Regions from separate parts of the Mus musculus genome. Here region 2 is linked to region 1. A link is a contact called in public promoter capture Hi-C data. All regions are on one chromosome and are shown on one strand. Each heading gives the region's core, a stretch centred on a gene start, on an enhancer-like site or on the middle of the called end of the contact. The rest is flanking DNA. Distances are from core to core; before and after follow the strand shown.

The links. Promoter capture Hi-C pulls out the DNA fragments that hold promoters and counts their contacts.
Region 2: a contact with region 1 is called in a promoter capture Hi-C map of pre-B cells, with 6 times the contacts expected there. The contact joins the promoter of Parp4 here to the promoter of Mapk1ip1l in region 1. A contact is called at or near these places in 3 of 39 promoter capture datasets (cranial neural crest, liver and pre-B cells).

The regions. Positions count from the first base shown.
Region 1 is chr14:47,295,094-47,300,424 of GRCm38.p6, reverse strand. It overlaps Mapk1ip1l (mitogen-activated protein kinase 1 interacting protein 1-like), which reads right to left and starts at 2,151. Exons shown (of 4, transcript NM_178684.6): 1 at 2,020-2,151. Gm35078 reads right to left here and starts at 3,883. Exons shown (of 2, transcript XM_006519856.4): 1 at 3,802-3,883; 2 at 2,020-2,442. The coding sequence starts at 3,815. The coding sequence ends at 2,037. It overlaps Socs4 (suppressor of cytokine signaling 4), which reads right to left. Exons shown (of 2, transcript NM_080843.3): 2 at 4,323-5,331.
Region 2 is chr14:56,573,351-56,578,629 of GRCm38.p6, reverse strand. It overlaps Parp4 (poly (ADP-ribose) polymerase family, member 4), which reads right to left and starts at 3,011. Exons shown (of 35, transcript NM_001145978.2): 1 at 2,900-3,011. It also overlaps a transcript of Cenpj not described here.

The sequences.
Region 1 (5,331 bases), core at 902-3,401:
AAGCTAGAGTATTAGGTTAAAGACAGGCTCCGGGGTAAGAACAGTTTGTATAAAACCAGAGGAAGACCAGTCTGGGGGAAAGCAGATGCAGTTCAAATTGGCTGGAATACCAGAAAGCAGTAAGACGTTTTAGCAGAGGGTTTTGGACAAGAGTGCTAAATAGCTTTACAGCTTACTTGACTGAGTCAACCTCAGTTTCTTCATGAAGTTAGAATGGGCTGTCATGCTATACAGGAACTAAACAGGACTTCATCTGACCCAGTGACTAAAACTGGAAAATAGCAACAAATGTCCAATTCTCTCTTCCTGCCATTCTTAACATTTTAAAAACTATACACGGGGTTGTTCACTTCCATGGAGGTTCCCCAGAAGGCTAGAAGTGCTTAATGTCCTGGAGTTATACGTGGCTGTGAATGCTGGGACAGAACTCCAGTCCCCTGCGAGAATAGTGCATGTGTTCAACCTGAGCCATCTCTCTCCACACTGCAGCCCCATCTTCTCCTTCTCACTTAAACACAGAACAAAAAAGCCACCAGAGTAGACTGCCTGCCTGGCCTATGGTCAAATCCAGTTCTCTGAGTCCCATACATGGCAGTAAATGGGTATTTTCCAGAGATTTGCTGAGGCTTATTATACTAATCTGTAAATAAATCTCTTAAGTCACTGCCTGGCACTGAGCAAAAAACTCAACAAATGTTAGCTTTTACAACCGATACAATATGGCCACAAACCTTTGTCTATTTTCAAAGCAGAGAGCAACTAAAAAAAAAAAAGCAATTTCCTAAGTACTGCACAAACTTATTTGGTGGCAAAAGCTGACCCGACATTATTTATCCATTTCATTTTCCACCCACTCCCCGCTATAGTCTGAATAGTTACAACTGCTGAATTTTTTTCTTTCCTTCCCTAAAGTTTTGGGACTTGAATTTAGGACCTTGTAGCAAGCCGGGCTAGCACTTATCTACAGGCTCACCCTGTGCAAATATTACTAATTAACAGTCCCCGAGTCTAGGGCTCCTCTATAGTTAACAGTCACAGAATCTCAAGATTGCTGAATTCCTAAGGTTCCTGAGCCCAACGCTCAACCTCTGTAGGGAGAATGAAGATGACACCGATTCCTTCTGTAATCAAAAAGAACATTCCAACCTCGGCAGCTGCAGGAAAAAGTTTTTGAAGGGAAGTGTTCTAGAGAGTGGCTCCAATACTCCACGACTAAAAACTGCCCTCCTCCCCACCCAAGGAGCGCCACTAACAAAGACTTCCGAGGGCGACTCCAGCTTCTGAGGGTTTGGCCTCCAAACAGGCCTTTCGCACATGGGGGAGGGGGCAACACGTGTGTGTTTCTGTAGTAGGCTGTTACACATCTACGGTGGGGTCTGGTTTAGATACTTCAACTTTAGGATTCGTGAAAACATTACTTTCAGTTTTCATGGCAGGGAGGAAAAAAAATGGTTCAAGCGTTCTAGCTAGCTCAAAGGAGAACGTCACTCACTCAGCCCATGGCACCTTCTGTCCCCCGTAGTCATTTAAAGAATGGGTAATTACGATCAGCGAGAAGCTTGTCACACAGAATTATCAGGCGCCAGACCTTGCTGTAAGGATTCGGGTCTCCTCCACTGTCGTTTTTATTAGAAATTAGTGGCTGGGATACCGGTGGAGGGGCAAGGGGACGGGGGGGGGGTGTGGGGGACAAACAAGCTGCCCTTTAGGGTTAAGGGAACAAAGGGAATCCGGGATCAACCGGAGCGAACCAGCCCCCAGCCGGTCACGCAGGCGGATGTGGGGGAGGGTCGCCCGCTCCCGCCTAACCCCTCACCCCCCGCCCGCCCCCGCCCAAGCCTGGCATGACGTGGGCGCCCCGGAACCCGACGGGCGCGACATTAGATCCCTCGGTCGCCTGGTTCCCGGGGGACCCTCCCCATCGAAAGCTCTAGAGCCGCCAGGCCCCCCGGGACCCCGCGTCTTCGCATCGTCTCCCGCCAGCCTCGCGCCCCGCCGCAGGCGCCCAAGCGGACTCACCCGGCAGGATCCGAGTCCTAGGCGCGGCACAGTGGCGGCGGTGAGTCCAGAGAGACGGGCAATGGAGACCCGCTGAAGGCCTGATGGACCGAGACGACAGCGACACGGCTCCTCCTGGCACCGGAAAAGGAAGCGGGGAGGCCGACCTGGCCGCCCGTTATTTCCGCCCGCCCCGCCCAGCTTGCACTGCGCCTCCAGCCGGCCGCCCACGAAACTGCAGGCAGGGCCGCGTGGCTCCGGGAGCCTGGGCTGTTTCCCTCTGGGTGGAGCGCGGGAAGGTTTCCCTGCTTCCTGAGTCCAAAAGACCCAAAGGAAACCCCCTGGCCGGTGATGCTCACCGCAACCCAGGGACTGAAAGCGGAGTTTGGATTCTCTGTGTTTAGAGGTTTTTGTAGACAGGCTCCAAGCTGGCTGTCAGTAGTCCTGTTAAAATCGAGGGTAAAGAGATGAGGGAAAAGGGAAGTCTTTCTAAAGGTCTTGCGAATGAAAACTTTTAAAAGCATATGTCTGCAGAGACTGAGTTGTATAAGTTGGAATTTCAGTACTGTGGAAAGATTGGAATGTTGCAGGTCCAGGGGCTAATTACCTTATCTTGGGCTAGTGCTAGCCCTCCAGAATAGCCACCTCTGTGTCAAAACTAATATCTTGTGGCAATAAGATTAAAAACCTTTTAGGTCTATTAACAGGCAACTAGCCTCTGCCAATCCAAAAGCTAAGAATGTCATCGGATAATGTCTTAGATGTATAGAAAAGCTTCCTCTATCTTGATGTACCCTCCAATGTATCCATCCACCAGTGTGTTTTAAACTTTGCCTTGATTTATAGCGTTCTCTGTTCTGTAAAACTAAAAACCTCGTGATACTGGTTCCATGTTGGGACATGGAATTTGAGGTAACCTAAATTTGTGTTTTGGTGCCATCATCATTCAAAAATGGGTCCAGAATAAGCTATCTCTGATTCCCTTTAAGTTTTAAATTAAGAATAGTGGCCTCAACCTGTGGTTTATGAACCCTTTGGGCGTCGACTCTTTCATAGGGGTCGAATATCAGATATTTACATTATTTATAACAGTAGCAAAAATACAGTTATGAAGTAGCCATGAACTAATTTTCTGGTTGGGGGTTACCACAACATGAGGAATGGTATTAAAGAGTCACAGTATTAGGAAGGTTGATAAGCCACTGCTGTAAGATGAGAGGTGTTGGGTTTTTGAGACTGGCCTCTGTTTCTGGGAGACTCAAAACTGACATACCAGAAAGCAAAATCTAAATCTACATACAGATTTTCAGCCGGTCGTGGTGGCGCACACCTTTAATCCCAGCACTTGAGAGGCAGAGGCAGACAGATTTCTGAGTTTGAGGCCAGCTTGGTCTACAAAGTGAGTTCCAGGACAGCCAGGGATACACAGAGAAACCCTGTCTCGAAAACAAACAAAACAAAAAAATTTTTTTCATTTTTTTTTTTCCTTCCCAGACTTCTGATGTATGTCAGGTCCCAAAGAAACCCTAGACAAGTAAGTGGCCTCCCCAGCACTTCTCACCCCACCCGCTACAGTAAACCTATCTAACCTCTAACCTCTATGACTTCATTTCCACTGAGTGTTCTCCTAATCTGGTTTCTCTTGTCAGGTCTCTTTATCTCCAACCCCCCCACCCTACCCCACCCCACCCCACCCCACCCTTATTCCCCACCCGCCACGACCCTGTTCAGTCTGACTCTTCCAGTTGCCACTGGCTGTTCTCTCCCTCATATCTACAGTAAAACCTCTCTTCTCAACCATACCAAAAAGTGGTCATGTCCTCACTTTCATTCCAAGGTAGGAAAGCTTAAAAAACCAAACCACTGGCTGGAATCACGTCTCAGCAGGTTAAAGTGCCTGCTGTACAAGTTTGACAATCGGAGTTTGACCCTTAGAATGAAGGTAAAAGATAAGTAACTCCACACTTTGTCCTTTGACCTCACACCTGCTAATTCCCATCCTCCCCCACCCTCCAGCTCCCAATACTAAGAATGAAAAACACAACCACAAGGCTGGGGCCAAGGTTTTGGATTAGCAGGTAAAGGTCCTTGCCAAAAACTCCTCACTCCCTGAGTTTGCTCACTGAAAACCATGTGAAAACCTAGGCACTGTGGCTAGCAGCTGGAACTTCAGCATGCCTACAGCTGGAGGCTGAGAGGCTAAGCCTCAAAGTCAAGCCACAAGACAATTAGCCCTCAAAAAGTTGTCCTTTGGCTTTCGAAAGTGTATCATGGTATGCTCCTGAATTTAACACATGCACACAAATCTTTAAAAACGACAAAGCTTTTGGATTTAATATATTAAGCGAAAATTTATTTAGATCAAAAATTTTAAACCTACAGAAATATTTGTCAAGATTAGAAAGTGAAAAGAAACAGTATGGGTTACACACCATGATTGACAACATAGCTTTGTGAAATCATTAAACTCTGATATTCAAGTGTATATATTTCATACTCGGCTCATACAAATGTATCCAATTCTAGCAAAGCCAGCATAATTTAAATAAACTTTCTTGAGTTTTACATCATGACTCCTAAGTCTGATAGCTTAGATTTGATTTATAACCATGGTAAAATGATCTTTATTTCCTGCAGATGTGATTATCTTTCCAAATAAGGCCAACATCAGTTTACACAGATCTTCTGAAAGGCAGGAGGAAACTCCAATTATCTAATTGTAGGGTTTAAACCATAAACCCAAATTGTTCTATTATCTCCATTATCAGAGCAAGTCAAGAAAGCTTATTACAGACAAGTGAATATGATTTTGTATGCCCCACAAAGGTGCTACTTTAAAAATGTGTCATTCTCAACTAGTACTGAATAGCTACTCAGCAACTATTATTTTCAACTATGATCCAAGGGACACCTTTTACTGAACATTCAGGAGACCAAGACCATTACCTACATTTCACAGGAAATTAAGGCAAAGGAGTATTTAGGATTGAGCAATCCATTCAAAATTACAAAATAGACACACTGTCTTGAAGTTAGTTTTGTCCTAAAGCCTTTTCCACTAGATAGCCATTACTTTACATGTCTTCATCGTCTTCTTTTCTCAAGACAGGATGTAACAATGGCCTGGAACTCACAGAAATCTAGTCCCAAGTGATGGGACTAGAGGCCTGTACCACTACACCTGGCTAAATAGGCTATTTTAAACATTGTTTTGTCTTCAGGATTGTCTTATAATTAAGTATGGACTCTGAAATTTGCTCTGCCAAAATAAAAATATAGTTGCCTACTGGATTGTGACTGTAGTTAAAAATGACAAATACTTTTAATGAAAAG
Region 2 (5,279 bases), core at 1,762-4,261, 9.3 Mb before region 1:
GCAGAGTGCTTAGCAGAGTGCTGGGCTTGCCCCTCAGTGTCAGCTAAAACTGGTCATGGTGGCGCATGTCTACGGTGGAGGTAGAGGGGTCAGATGGTCAGGGTTATCCTCAGCTATATAGTAAATCTGAGACCAGCCTGGGTTACATAAGGCCATAGAGAGAGAATGGAGACAGACAGACAGACAGACATAGAGATGTAGGTAGATAGATATGGATAGAAAGCACCAAGTTAAGAAATTGGAGATGGAAACGGGATAGTATAATATCTTGAAATAAAATACAGAGCATCTTAGGCAATACTTTAACTTGTATTACAACAAAACAAAACAGTCCCTAGAAAATCTGGAAGAAATGAATACATTCCGAGATCTACTTAACTGACCAGAATTAAATCAAGAAGACATAAACAATGTAAGCAGATGCAATAGGCAGTTAAGTTGAAATAGTAATAAAATGTGCCCACTAAGTCTCACACAGTATGGGATGGTTCACAGCCATATTCTCCCATATTCTCCCATGCTGTTAAGAGGAAGGCGACACCAGCACTTCTCAGAATGCTCTACAAAGTAGAAAGGGAAGGGACACTACCACACTTATCCTACAAAGCCACAGCACAGCAAACCAGAGAGGACACAACAGCCCAAATTCTCCAACAACCACTAAATTTCTAAAGAATATTGTAAATCCATTTCAAGAACACTGTGATAAAGTTAGTTTCATCTCAGGAATGTAAGATTGGCTCAACACATCCACACCTATGAATATAGTACAAGGGCTGAAGAGATGTAATGACAAAAATCACATGACCACATCTGTAGACACATTAAAGGCCTTTGGCAAAGTCCAACATCCTTCATGACAAAGCCCCTGCAGAACTAGAGACAGAAGAAATGCATACCTCAATGTTTTAAGAGCTAAATACGGCAAGCCTGTAGCCAACATCACACTACATGGGGAATTTCCTCTAAAGTTAGAAAGGAGACAAGGGTGGCCATTCTCCACTCTTTTGAATATGGTGCTAGAAGTCTTACTGGACTAGTAAGAGAGAAAATAAGAGAAACAGACATGGGAAAGGGAACGGCCAACTCACCCCTATTTCTGCATGACACGATGCAATCCTCAAAAGATCCTAAAGACCCCACCAGACACTATGTGTTGCTGGGTTTTAGTGAATTTGTTTGGTTTGCTTTACATTTTTTTTAGCCTTGGCTAGCCTAGAACTTGCTATGTAGACCAGGTTGGGCTCGATCTCAGAGTTCTTTCTCACCCGAGTCTTAGGCTTGAAGGTGTGTACCACTACACCTCACCGGCCTGGTATAATGTTGAGATCCAATCTGTACCTGCTGGCCTAGAGCTCACTGTGAAGCTCAGGTCTCAAACTCATGGTGATCCTCCTGTTGTAGCCTCCAGAGTGTTAGGATTACTGGGGTGTGCCCCCATGACTGGCTTCTACCAGAAAATCCTTAGACTTGAAAAACACTTTTAGAAAAGTAGCAGAAAAAAACCAACAAACAAAACATAGGCATCCTTTCACTGAACCAAATACAAACGTGTCAAAAAGACCTGAAGGGAAAAAAGTCATTTCCAATAGCTTTTAAATATCAAACTCGAGCCTGGTGGTGGTGGTGGTGGTGGTGGTGGTGGTGCACGCCTTTGGTTCCAGCACTCAGGAGGCAGAGGCAAGCTGATCTCTGAGCTTGAGGCCAGCCTGGTCTATAGAAAAAGTTCTTGAGCAGCCAGGACTATACAGAGAAGCCCTGTCTCGAAAAAACAAAACAAAACAAAAAACTGCACAGTGGAGAGAGAAGGCTGCCTCGCTAGGGAGTGAACACCCACGTTTCTTCCTTTCAGCGTGTCGTAGGGGAGCCCATCACAAGCCGTCTTCCTATTGGCTGCCCTGAGACAGATCCCAGCTTTGATCCTGTTGTTACTCTTCCTTACCTCATCTCACTGCTTACAGTCAAACATGAAAGTCAGGGCATGAACCCCTGACAGGAACGTGGAAGCCGGTGGTTCTCAATCTTGACCCCTTTGACAGTGGGTTTAAGACTATAGGAAACACAGATATTTTTACTTACTATTCATAACAGTAGCACAATTTAAGGAACTGACTGGATTAAAGGCTGTGATTGGCATGTAAAGTGAGTAGATTAATTAGTGGTCAAGGAAGAACGCAGTTTACTGGCTTGCTTTCTGTTTCTGCTCACCTCATACAATCCAGGACCACCTGCCCAGAAGCGGTGCCTACAGTGGGCTAAGCTCTCTTCCTTCAGTTAGCAATCAAGAAAATGCTCTGCAGACACACCCCAGAGGTCAATTTGACGGAGGCGATTTCTCAATTGAGGTTCATTTTTTTCCAGGTGCGTCAATTTAACAACCAAGAATAGCCATAGCACCGGAAGTACCTTTAGTAGGACAGAGGCATAAATCCAACCTAAGGACAAATCTACGTGGGGCGGATTTCCTGGCCTTCCCCTTTTTCATTAACATAAATTGTAACTGCCATAGGTAAGGCCTAGACAGACTAAGAATTTCTCTATTCCCAGTCTTGGCTAAAACTGCAAATTAACTCACCCCATCTTTTTTACTTATTTTTTGTCTTAATAGGACCCGGAGCTTAGTCAGATTCGGCTAAATTTCAACTCCAGACCTCAATGAGTTATTTTCTTCTACCAAAAGTTTCCTCAACTTTCAGAAAGTAAAGAAATGTTGCGTTCTGTTGCAGTTATTTTCCCAAAACAGCAGTGGGTCTGATGGCGCAGTCAACATTGACCTCCCCTCCCCTGGCACTCCCCTCCTAGGGCCGCTGACCCTGAGCCAGGCCTCAGAAGGTCAAGACCACCAGAGACTACCGGGGACCCTCGGGCTGTCAGACAGCCTCCTGGGGTACCCACGCACCTGCTCGGAGATCCCGCCTGGCCCTTCCTGGTGTCGGATGGTCCCCTCCTCCGTGCTCCGCAGCCAGCGTTCCAGCCTTGGTGCTTCCGCTCCAGGCGCAGCCGGGTTAGGTGGGGCGCGGCGGGGCGGGACCGTGGCTGCGGCTCCTGAACACCGGACCTACGCCCCTTAGAGGGATGTCCTGCGACTGTCCAGCTGGGGAGAAGGCGTGGCCTCAGCTTTCCAGATCAGCCTAGCGTTCAGGACTTTCACTTTCTTTTTCAGAGTGTAAATTGCCAGTAGGAGTAAACCCAAAATTCGAATCTGGGAGACTTGATGGATGGGGACTTTTGACAGAGAAATGATTACGGATTGGGGTTAAATAGGGTGCTGGAATCCCAGGGCAGGTAAGAAACAAATTTCCCAAAGGGGCATCAGAGAGAATTTAGGACTGAAGAGCTAGGTCATTGGTAGAAAGCTTGGCTAACATTTGTGGGCCCCTGGGTTCGATTTTCAGCAGCAACAGTGGAAGAAAATGAGAACTTCTGAGTTTGAAGCGCACAATAGCATCCATCACTAATTGGAGACGCTCAAACGATGGGTCTAGGGCTAGACAGCTCAGCTGGTTATTTGCTTCACATGTGTGGGCCCTGGGCGCTAGAATCAGAAATGTACTGAGTAGGGACTGATTTAGAAATAATTCCATTAATAATTTCAGAATATGATGAATGAAACGAGACTATAAGGTCTAGACTAGAGAATTGAATGTAAAAGGTGAATTTTGGTGACATGATTTATTGGGTGCTGTCCTCAGGTGCCAAATGATCTGGAACTTATTATGTGTACTAGGCTAGGTAGCCAGTGAGCACTAAGGATCTACCAGTCTCTTCCTCCCAGCACTGGGGTTACAAGCACATACCATTATGTGTGGCTTTATATGTATATTATATGGCTTTATATATAGTATATATAATATACTATATTTGTTTGCATGCATACACATATGTGTGCTTATGATTTCTCTTCTTCTTTGACATGACTGGGTATAGGACTCATGTCATCAGGCTTGTAGGGCAAATACTTTACCCACTGAGCCACCTAGCCAGCTTCCAGCTTTTTCCTTTTTAAAATGGTGGGGGGGTGTGTTACACTCCGGTCTTTATGCTTACCAGGCAAGCACTCTAGGGACTGAGCCACCTCCCCCTCCCTAGAAACGTCTTTACTGGACTGAGGATATGCTTCAGCAGGTTAAAGTGCTGTGTGAAGCCCTGGGTTCAGTCCCTAATACTGTATTAAAAACAGGGTTGGTGGTATATGTGTGTAGTCCCTACAGACTGGAGGTACAGACAGGAGGATCAGAAGTCAAAGATCTTTAGTGAGTTCTTAAAAAGCAAAGCAGAAAAGGAGACATTTTTACTGTACTACTAGTTTCTTGTCTTATTGCTCTGATAGAAGCAGCTTTTGGAAGGAGAGGGTGTGCTGGCTTACAGTCCTAGGGTGTACAGTCTTTCATGGCAGGGAAGGTCTGACTGCAGGAGCAGGAGGTGTCTGATCGCATCTTGCCCACAGTCAGAGGGTAATAAGTGAAATGATGAGTATTGTCTGCTTTCCCTTTAATTCCATTCAGGTCCTTAGCCCATGGGATGATGCCACTCATGGTTTTGGCACAGCTTATCAATGGGGGTGGGGGTGGGGTCACACAGTCAACAGTTGAATAATGTGCTGTGTGCTACTTATTTTAATTTTATTCTCCCCCCGCCCCAGGATAGAATTTCTCTGTATCACAGTCCTGGGTGTCTTGGAACTCACTCTGTAAACCAGAGTGGCCTCAACTCACAGAGATCTTTCTGCCTTTTTGAGACAGGGCCTTTCTATATAGTCCAGGCTGCTCTTCAGCTCTAAGTAGCTAGTTCAAGGCTCTTCCTCTGCCCAAGTGATTGGATCATTATACTCTACTTTTAAAATATAGGTATGTAGGTTCCAGGTGATAACTTCCATATTAAATCTTTTTTAAAGATTTATTTATTATTATATGTAAGTACACTGTAGCTGTCTTCAGACACCCCAGAAGAGGGCATCAGATCTCATTACAGATGGTTGTTGCTGGTATTTGAACTCAGGACCTTCAGAAGGGCAGTCAGTGCTCTTAACCGCTGAGCCATCTCTCCAGCCCTTTATTAAAATCTTAATAGCTACTTTAAACTTGAATGTGGAGACATGCTTTGTGGCACATACTTTGGGAAGTGAAGGCAAGAAAACTAGGAGAGAGAGAGAGAGAAAGGGAGAGAGAGAGAGAGAGAGAGAGAGAGAGAGAGAGAGAAAGGATGAGTGTGATAAAATTTGTTTATTCAGACAACAAGCAATGTGGCATAACATACTATACCAAATAAAATGTAGGCAG